2 separate regions of the Gossypium hirsutum genome follow, and region 1 is linked to region 2. A link is a contact called in public Hi-C data. All regions are on one chromosome and are shown on one strand. The core of a region is the stretch at or near the end of the contact, and the rest is flanking DNA. Distances in the headings are between cores, read along the strand shown.

What was found. A called contact is a pair of places that touch in the nucleus more often than the background predicts.
Region 1: a contact with region 2 is called in a Hi-C map of leaf, with 1.9 times the contacts expected there. The contact joins the promoter of LOC107895611 here to the promoter of LOC107953045 in region 2. A contact is called at or near these places in 2 of 34 Hi-C or Micro-C datasets (hypocotyl and leaf).

Annotation. Positions count from the first base shown.
Region 1 is chrA08:9,501,376-9,506,216 of Gossypium_hirsutum_v2.1, reverse strand. LOC107895611 (poly(rC)-binding protein 4) reads left to right here and starts at 1,496. Exons shown (of 9, transcript XM_016820885.2): 1 at 1,496-2,102; 2 at 2,192-2,293; 3 at 2,490-2,720; 4 at 2,861-2,919; 5 at 3,021-3,118; 6 at 3,233-3,345; 7 at 3,473-3,535; 8 at 3,711-3,787; 9 at 4,325-4,700. The coding sequence starts at 1,773. The coding sequence ends at 4,337.
Region 2 is chrA08:8,986,369-8,991,861 of Gossypium_hirsutum_v2.1, reverse strand. LOC107953045 (protein mago nashi homolog) reads left to right here and starts at 3,006. Exons shown (of 3, transcript XM_041075819.1): 1 at 3,006-3,653; 2 at 4,049-4,225; 3 at 4,783-5,127. The coding sequence starts at 3,435. The coding sequence ends at 4,842. LOC107896308 (uclacyanin-3) reads left to right here and starts at 1,827. Exons shown (of 2, transcript XM_016821487.2): 1 at 1,827-2,195; 2 at 2,274-2,764. The coding sequence starts at 2,042. The coding sequence ends at 2,653.

The DNA.
Region 1 (4,841 bases), core at 247-2,746, 520 kb before region 2:
AACTAATCTAGGCTTCCGATCGTTGGCCTAACAGTAACTGGATATCTTCGAGCTCTTCTAGTAGTCCCACATAACTCGGGCTATGGTTCCCCCTATTCAAATAATATTTTTTTTCAAAAATCGGCCTAATTAAATAATATTATGATAATTATATTATAGAATTAATTTTACCCTGTTATGAGTGAGAAAGTATAATGATAGTCAGCTTGGGGACGTAAAAATGGTAGTCTAAACCATGCCCATGACTGCAAAAAGAGTAAACAACCACCAATTTTAATTTTTTGTGGTTGTGTCGCCTGACACATCTCTCGGTACAATGTTGCCAACACAACTGACCCCAAACTAAGTAGATCCACTTCTTTTAAGTCGATGAGTTGTAGCAGACACCTTAAATGTACAAGAGTTCGAGATTTATTAGGCATTAGAACACCTCCAATTAACCTCAGGATGTAAGCTTGGGTGTGTCGTTCTCTTTCAAGGGGACTCGAACTCTCATGGAGATTTTGGAAATTTTCTTCCAACCATTTCATCTTTACCGACTGCCGAAAAACTTGTTTGACACCTTACCTAACAGTTGCTCTCAAATGCCACTCCAATCGTCAACAAACACTAATCTCATAACGACTAGCCTATCCACCGATAAATCAAGCTGTAATTGTACATCCTCGAGTGTGATTGTACACCCATCGTATGTAAAATGAAAAGTGAGTGACTCGAGTCTCTATCTTTCCACCAATACTTTGATAAGTGTGGGGTCCAATTTACACCCTTGAACATACAAGACACGTGTCAGAATCTTACATCTTCCAAATAGGGTTCAATCATACGTGATGGCCTCGAAAATAGATTGTGTATATGTCTCCAAAATCCGAGCTTCGGCCTAATTATAAAAAAAAATCTTTTTAACAACTTAATAATAAACTTAAATAAAATTATAAAAGTTAGAAATATTTTGTTACCTTTTACAACTGGAATGCGAAGATGTGGTTGTCATCGAAATGAATAAGAGTATTTACCATTCCCAAAATTAAGTTAACACAAATAAAAATCGAAAAACAGAATCAAATCAAGACGAACTTGAGAGAATTTAAATTTAAATTTTATAATTAAAATATTGAGAGACTCAAAAATTTTGAAAAAATTAGATTTGAATGAAAAAAATGAGGAAAAGATTTGAGTTTATATAAAAATAAAACTAGCTGCTTTTTTATGACAGATAAAAATTCGACTATTGGAGAGATTATTGTTGGATGAAAATACGTCCAACTCTTTTTTCAAAATCGATCTATTCCATTAAATATATAAATCATTTTAATCTGACATTTTTTTTGCTAATTTAGCCGTCAAATAAATAGTAATAGCAAGAATATTAAAAAAAAATGAACAATATTAAACCATTGACACGTGGCGTAAAGCCAATTATGACAACAAGCCAAAAATTTCAAATGTAAGTAAAAATCTAGCTATAATATACACGAATGAGACATTAGATTTCAAAAAAGAAGTCATATATGCATTATTTTTATTTTTATTTAAGAAGAAGAAGAAGAAGAAAGAGAGTGAAATTAGGTGAAAGATTTGTGTTGCGGGTTGTGGCTCGGTGCTCGTGACTTGTTGTGATCCGAGTCTGAAGTTCCAAATGCCCTTTTAGCGGGGTATATATGTAAATCCACACTCTGAAACGATTAAAGCCCTTGACTTCCAAGCTTCTTACGGATTCGTTCTTTTCTCTTTTTCCATTTTCTTGCTCTGGTTTTGCCGAACCAACGGCGATGGCTCAGCCTGGTGAATTCCCTGTAAACCCCCCAATGCGACCCGCCTCCCAAATCGATGTTCAACCTCTCACCGCTGTCCAATCCCAGCCTATTCCCCCAAAAGACCTTTTATCCACTGCCAAGCGCCGTCGCGACGAAGATGACCCCACGGCCGCCTACGATACAGGCGAATCGGCTCCCAAACGACAGGCCAAAGCCCAGGACGTCATTTTCCGAATCGTTGTTCCTTCGAGGCAGATCGGTAAAGTCATCGGCAAAGGAGGTCATAGAATCCAAAAGATTCGTGAAGACACCAAGGCCACCATCAAGATTGCCGATGCAATCGTCGTAAGTTTAGGAATATCATGAATTTTGTTGTATTTCCTTTTCTCACTTAATTATTCCTTTACCCATACTTTTGTATTTGTTAATGTCAGCGACATGAAGAACGTGTCATCATTATAAGCTCTAAAGATTGTGAGAACATGGTTTCTGATGCGGAAAATGCACTTCAACAAATAGCTACCTTAATCCTAAAGGTAACCCTTTTTTTCTCTATAATCTCTCAGTTATTTATTTTATTGCCAGTTTAACTTTGGTGATAACTGATAAACAAAGATGATGAATTTCAAGACACAATTACACGCAAATTTTTGTTTTATTGTTAATTCTTCATCGGGTTTATTGTTGTTTTTTGAACTGTGGATGTTTTGCTTGGATTGTATTTCTTAATAGGAAGATGATGGTAGTGCGGAGGCAGCAAAGGTAGGTGCTGTCAGTGCGGGACATGTTGCTGCAAATACAATAAGACTTTTGATTGCTGGGTCGCAAGCAGGCGGCTTAATTGGGATGTCCGGTCAAAACATTGAGAAACTGAGGACTTCCTCAGGAGCCTCAATCACAATTCTTGCTCCAAACCAGCTGCCATTGTGTGCATCGGCTCATGAATCTGATCGAGTTGTTCAGGTTAGATTTTACATGGTTGAAGCTTAATGAGATAAGCTTGCAAATTTTATTTTTTAAAATATTTGAATCCTATCTTTATATTGCTATACTGTTTGTTTGTTCTGATGGCTGGATTATGATTGAATTCTTATTGGCAACAGATATCAGGCGATGTTCCTGCTGTATTGAAGGCTCTGGCTGAGATTGGTTATCAACTCAGGTATAAGTTGAGTTTTGCTTGAGTTTAGTTCCTAAATACGATGAACTAGTTATCATGCTTGAAGATGAAATATTCAAAACTTTTGTTGGATCCTTGTTCAGGGAAAACCCACCACGTCAAGTGATTTCCATTAGTCCAGCATATAATTTTAACTTGCTTCGCCCAACCCTTCCACAGCCATTTGTGGACCCAACTTCAGGTTATTCAATATTTTACGTTACTTATTTTTAGCTTTCAACCGCTACATTATGTGGCTATCAAGTTTTAATATTTTCTTATAACCACATCATCTTTAGGACAACCACTCTTGCAGCTGATTATGTAACTTTCGAGATGGTGGTTTCGGAGACATATATTGGTGGATTGATTGGAAGATGTGGCTCCAATATTTCAAGGATCAGAATCGAGTCTGGAGCAACCATAAAGGTAGGCAGATGGCTTGTTCTAACTTTCTCTGTGGATTCAATCTTTAGTTATTCTTGGTCAAGTATCCATGTTTACGAATTAGGAGTGACTTTCTTGAGTTCTAAATACATTAGTTCTACTGTTGCAGGTTTATGGCGGGAAAGGAGAGCAAAATGTGAGGCATATTCAGTTCAGTGGTAGTTCTCAGCAGGTAATTTTTTTTATAAAGGCTGGAAGATTCGGCATTTTTTACCCCAAAGATTTGTTGAGATATGCGGAGGTTGTTGACATACTAAGATTGCATGTTAAAACCAGAATAAAAGCTCTGCTCAGCTGGATTTGTTTGTCATGTTTCTCATCTTGTTTTAATTATGGATGTCCCTTAGGTTGCCTTAGCAAAGCAGAGGGTTGATGAATGCATATATTCTCAGATGATTCAACAAGCTGGTACTCAACCACCAGGGTAATTTTTCCTACTATATTTGTCTTTCCATCTTGTCATTTGGTTGGGAATATATTTAACAATTAACACAAAGAAACACTCTTACATGATAATCATTAAAACTCTGTTTCTATATGTCATTGTTTGCAGATTTAGTTTACAGTATCCATGCACACTTATGAAACTTGGGCATGTATAATGAGCACATTAGTGCTCAAAACTGGGTTTTAGGCTTTTAGCACCAAAGTGGTACAATATTGCCTGATAATCCATTAAACACCAAGTATTTCATCTCAACATGTGTTTAAGTAGAGTCTGTATTTGAGGAAGTTGCTTATCATGGTATCATGTTCATTATAGGTATAATCTATGGTCTTTACTATCTGTACTATTGATACATTATCTTATTTGTCGTTATGTTTGACTATTAGATGTTCCTTTGATGACAAAATCTTATGATGTAAAAGTTTTAAAGATTGTGCAATTTGTGTCTGCTTGTTTAGATACATATCCAAAGGTTTTCTGGTTCTTCGCTAAGCTAACACATATATCTCTCAGTTTGCAGATGTAATGAAGGTGCAACTGAATATCTTTGGGATCATTAACAGTTGAAGGCTAGTATTGTCTCAATGTTGTTTCACCTTCTGACCTTGTAGCTAAGATTGCAAAGTCATTAAATATTGGGTGGCTTTTGTTTCTTCATGGATGAACAAGTGATTTGCCAGATTATAATTTGCTGTTTTTCACATATAGAGCAGGCTTGTATTCTACTAATTATTGAAACTAGAAGCGGTGGTGGATGAAGGTTGAAAGATCATAACATCGAAATTGACATAACATGATTAGAAAGTCGGAATGGTTCATCATAACTGCTTTGGTTGTCAATATTTTTGCTTCAAAATTTATCTATTCCCTCTTCCTTTTGAACACAATAGTTTTGGATTTATATACTATATATACATATATGTACGAGCCTTTGTGTGAAGTGTTTAGTATAATTATTCTTTTTAGTGGTTCATTCCATTGCTATCTCTTGCAACTGTTTGGAGGCTGCTGCTGTAAATTAGTCATGCTG
Region 2 (5,493 bases), core at 1,757-4,256:
CGAAACTTTGAATTGGGGATGCTTCTCTGTTAAGTCGCCTGATGAGCTTATATAGAAAAACAACAAAGCATCAGTTTTGTTTATCCAAAATTGTTCCAGCAGATTACACTAAATTTGTTTAAGGATGAAATTTAAAGGTTAATCCGATATTTAAAAAGATTTGGATAAAATTATAAGATTTAAAAAGGTGAATTTTAATTAAAAAATCAATTTAAAATATAAATAGAATTCAAGCCCCGGTATTTAAATAATTTGAGAATTAAATATACAGTAAAAAATATTAAATTGTTTTATCTAATGATTTAATACAAGAAAAAAACAATATACAATAGTAGTAAAAGGAATATGAACAGATGTAAATGGGTCTGTTTTAACATTTAAAACTATTAACAAAATTTACATGATACATATTTTAATAAAATTAAATTTATATAATTATACATTAATACTGTATATTAACATTGTTCAACCCATGAATAGTTTTATTGTATAATTAAAAGTATATATTTACCAAAAAGTGGCTGAGTGCAATAGTAAGCCACAATATATTTTTATTAGAAGGGACAACTATAAATTCTGAATATGGATTGTAAAACGAATATGAAGAATGTAAAAAATATATTGGTTATAGTTTATTGAAGATAAATAAAAGAGGGGGGATGTTTTACCAACTCCTTTAACGTTTCATTTGTTAAAAGATATAATAACAAACTCTAAATATAAATCGTAAAATGAATATGAAGAATATAAAAAATATATTTGAATATAAATTGTTGAAGATAAACAAAGGAGGGGCTGTTTTACCAACTCCACCAACTCCTTCAAGGTTTCATTTTCAAAGTACATGGCCATTATCATATGATAACTAATACTCCAATAATTTTCAGAAATATAAAATGCAGTTATGGTGAGTTCATCATATGCCTATTGCTAACCAATCCATACAGATAATAGGAATGCAATGATTTATTATTATTATAATAAAATATTAAATGTTTGAATTGATTAGCATCTTTTTGGTTGGTGATGTAATGGCCAACGGGTTAGGTTTTTTTTATTAAACAGGGTCTAGTTATGGTTTTAGTCGCTGTATTATGTTAAATTTTAGTATTTGATTTTTTACTTTAATTTGACATTACTTAGGCTTCTTTTAAATGGTATTATTAGTAAGTTTAAATTGATAAAATAATTAATTACCGTCATTAAAGTGATGAAGTAAATTTTTTTTAATGTTATTTAAGCACACAATAAATATTTAAAAATTTACATATAAGGCGGATGTACATTTTCATTTTAATAGCAATAACTAATAGTATTATTAATTTAAATGTATTAATTATTAATAATATTATAAAAATAGAAAAATCAAATTATATCAAATTAAAGTAGATAAATAAAATTAAAAAACACTAGTAAAACCAAAATAGATCCTTAAAATATAATTTAAGACATAAATTTGGTGCATAAACAAGACATCAGTTTCAACCTGTTTCAGTTACACAAGTTCTCCAAAGGTGGTTAGGTTAGAGATTCTAGATTGTATTTGTTTAGGCTGAAACTTTTGACTCTTATCTAATAGGTACAAATGTTAAAAAGGAAAATGACTTCACCAAATGGGTAATGTAATGATAAAAGATTTGTGTTAAAATTAAATTAGAAATAAAAATAAATGTTGATTTTTATTCTGCAATTTCACCCCATTAAATTCTATACAAGTGAGAGAGCAAAGATTATAAAAAGTCCCACACAGAGGCTGCTAGCTGAACCTATCAATACCCTTTTTTTCTTTCTTATTTGAATCAAAAGGCAGCAATATATATATATATATTCAATTTGATTTGGTGAGGAGGAGATGGAAGAATATTAATTAAGCTAACATTAATTATTGGCTTTAGTAAGAATAATAGAGAAATTGCTTGACTTTTTGCTTCTATAAATCATACTTTCAGCCTTCTATATAACACAACATAACGTGCTAAGAGTCCCTTCACCGTCCTTTATTTTTTTCCAACTAAAATTAGGCTTTAAACTTTATAACATTATGGGTTTAGCAGCAGCCCTCCTCTTCCTCCTCCTAGCAGCTCCGGCGGCTTTTGCCGAGCAATACACCGTAGGAGACAGCAGCGGTTGGACCACGACCGGAGATTACCAAAGTTGGGTTCAAGGGAAAACATTCACCGTAGGCGACACACTTTGTAAGTTGCTTCCTTACCAAAATTAAGCCAAAGTAAGATAACAATATGAATGACCCTGTTTGTATTTTTTCGTTTTAGTGTTTACCTACGGTGGCAGCCACTCGGTGGAGGAAGTATCCAAGAGCGACTACGATAATTGCAACACCGGCAATGCTATTAAATCCTACAGCGATGGGAACACTGTCATCACACTGTCCAATCCAGGGGCAATGTATTTCATATGCCCCACCATAGGTCACTGTGCTGGTGGCATGAAGCTAGCCATCAATGTTGTAGCAGCTAGTGGCAACTCACCCTCCACCCCCTCTACTCCGTCTGGTTCCACCACTCCTTCCGGGACTCCCCCCAGTGGTGGTACAACAACTTCTCCCCCGTCAACACCTAGCGGAGCTCCGAGCACCGTGAATTATGGTTTTATGGTAGCCTTGTTGGGAGCCGTTGTTGGAATTATGAGCTAGGGGAGAGGCAGTGCTATTGTTTATTGGCTTATTTGCTTTCGTTTTCGTCAATATTCTGTGTGATTTTATTTTATTTTTCCTTTATGAACCAGAGATGGAGATTTATGTTTTTATGATCTTCTAAATAATTTGCCTTAAATTATGATTAAAAAACAGGTCTTTTATCCTATGTTCATCACAATATATATATTGAGCCTACGAAGTCAAATTTATAAGAGATAAAAGGAATCTTTAAGACTTGGACAATTACAGCAAACCATAATTGTTGTATTAGTTTGGTTCAGTAAGACATCATTATCATTATCATTATATTTTATTAGTCAATCATACATCGACTAAACTCCAACAATAGTTTGTAGTTTTTAAAAATACCCAATATAAAAACATGTTTTTGTGAGTTAATTTGGATGAATAATGTATTTATCTCTAATTAGTGTAAAAACAGTGATAATAGCGTAGGGTAAAAAGTAAAATAAACGCACTGCACCGTACCCAATAGTACATCTAAATCTCCCTAAAATTTTAAAGGTTATTTAATCAATTCTAATTTAACTTATTTAATTATACTCTACATTTCTAATTTTGAGGATATCCTTAATTCATACTGAGATTATGCATGGAGGAGATTAAACGGCCCAGCCCAAACAAAACTTGGGAGGCCCAATAACTAGGTGGACCCATCAATATATCCAGAAAAATCCCTTGGACTTGGAAGTGTTTTCAGTGTTGTTTGCTTTCTTTTCGAGAATCTTACAAGAAAAAAAAAAGAGAGGGAAAAACAATGGCGGCCGAGGAGGAGAGCGGAGAGTTTTACCTCCGTTACTACGTAGGGCATAAAGGGAAATTTGGGCACGAATTTTTGGAGTTCGAGTTCAGGCCGGACGGGAAGCTACGATATGCTAACAACTCCAACTACAAAAACGACACCATGATCCGCAAAGAAGTCTTCCTCACCCCTGCCGTTCTCAAGGAATGCCGCCGCATCATCACCGAGAGCGAGGTCTCCTATCCTTTTTCAACCCTTTACTTCGCCTTAATGCTTTCCTTAATTCTTTTCCACTTTAATTCAACTTTGCCTAGGGTTTGGGATCAAAAATTAGGTTTTCTTTTTCTTGTTTTCTCTATGTTTTGCTTAAATAACGAGTTTGTATTTATTGTCTTTTGTTTCCAGTTCTGATTGATGTAAATATTTTGTAATTTTCTGATTTTACTGCAGTTTTTCAAATTGCCCAGCTGGGTTTTAGGTTAAAAGATTTAGTTTTAGTTGATTATTTATTTCTTCGATTAATGGTAACTTGCGGTTCTTTCGACGCTCAGGATGGTTTAAATTTGCAATTTTTATTAATTATGGTTCTTGATATTATTGTTCAATTCTATTGGGCATTCTTTGTCTAGATCATGAAGGAAGATGACAACAACTGGCCAGAACCTGACCGTGTCGGACGGCAGGAGCTCGAGATTGTGATGGGGAATGAGCATATTTCTTTCACTACTTCAAAGATTGGGTCCCTTGTTGATGTTCAGAGCAGCAAGGATCCCGAAGGGCTTCGTATATTTTATTATCTGGTTCAGGTCAGTTAATAGACATTGTCAATCTGCTGTTTTGCTCTCTTCAGTCATGTTGTGATCCCCCTTTGGGCCTTTGTATTGCATCATTTAGTATAGGGAAAAGGTTCTAGTATATTTTCTCTTGTTTGTTGCCTCACTCGTTCTTTAACACGGTAATTTGAAACAAAGATGGTTTTGTTTTCATTGATGGATGCTCCGTGATTGATTTTTTTTAATTTATTTCTGCTTTGGCACTTGATTTCTTGTTTATTTTATTTAAAAGTACAATGCTGAAAGGCAAAGCTAAAGTTTATTTTGTTCCTCTTACAATGTATATTTGAAACGAGTTACCAGCACGGTTAGTATCCATAATATATAAGGGTGGTAATTAGATGCCTTTTCATGCTTGGAATCCGACCCTGGCTTCTTCCATGGTTTATCTGATTCCTTGTGCTCATGCATATACTGATCCACGGATGTTGGTTCTCTTATGCATCCTAAGTTTATAGGATGTGCTATTTTCTGCTTGTCTATAATATAGACTCTATATCTGACCTTGTTCACTTTTTTATGTACTGCAGGACTTGAAGTGCTTTGTGTTCTCTCTTATCTCGCTCCACTTCAAGATCAAGCCTATTTGAAGATTGATAATCCTCTTCCATGCAGAGGTGTCACAAGGGCTGTTTTCACTGTTCCTGCTATTGGTATAGCTTCCATTTTGCTTTTAATTAATTTAAATGGTTAAGCTAAGGGTATGTTTGTAGGAGTGATTACAGTGATTTTGGAACTTTGGGGGGAAATGTAGGTCTGAAATGGAAATTTCTGGTATTTAGGTATATTAAAGGCTTTTTCTCCATTGACTATTTAGGTATATTCCTTGAATTATTATCATGAATTAACTTTTTAATCTAAAACTTTTTGAGCTAGCTTTGGTTTGATGATTAAATTGATCCTTACATGAAATGGATTCGCCAGTGGTGAAAACTCTGTAGAAGATGAATTGAGCCGGTTGAACCTCTGATTGAAAACTTTGGTGATGAAAACCTGACCAATTTGTACAACCATGGCTTATGTTATACGTTCTTATAGGTGAATTTCATCTTTACTTTGCGGAAACTAATTAGTTAATCCTTCAAATATTTCATATATGTATGTATGTACTTGGGTATTAATAGAGTAGACTAGGCCGTGAAGCACCAGACTAAAAACATCGCTTGTTATCTAGTAATAATAACACCAGAAAATATGTCTTCAATACCAACAGGAGGGATAATCTAAAACTTGCAGACTGA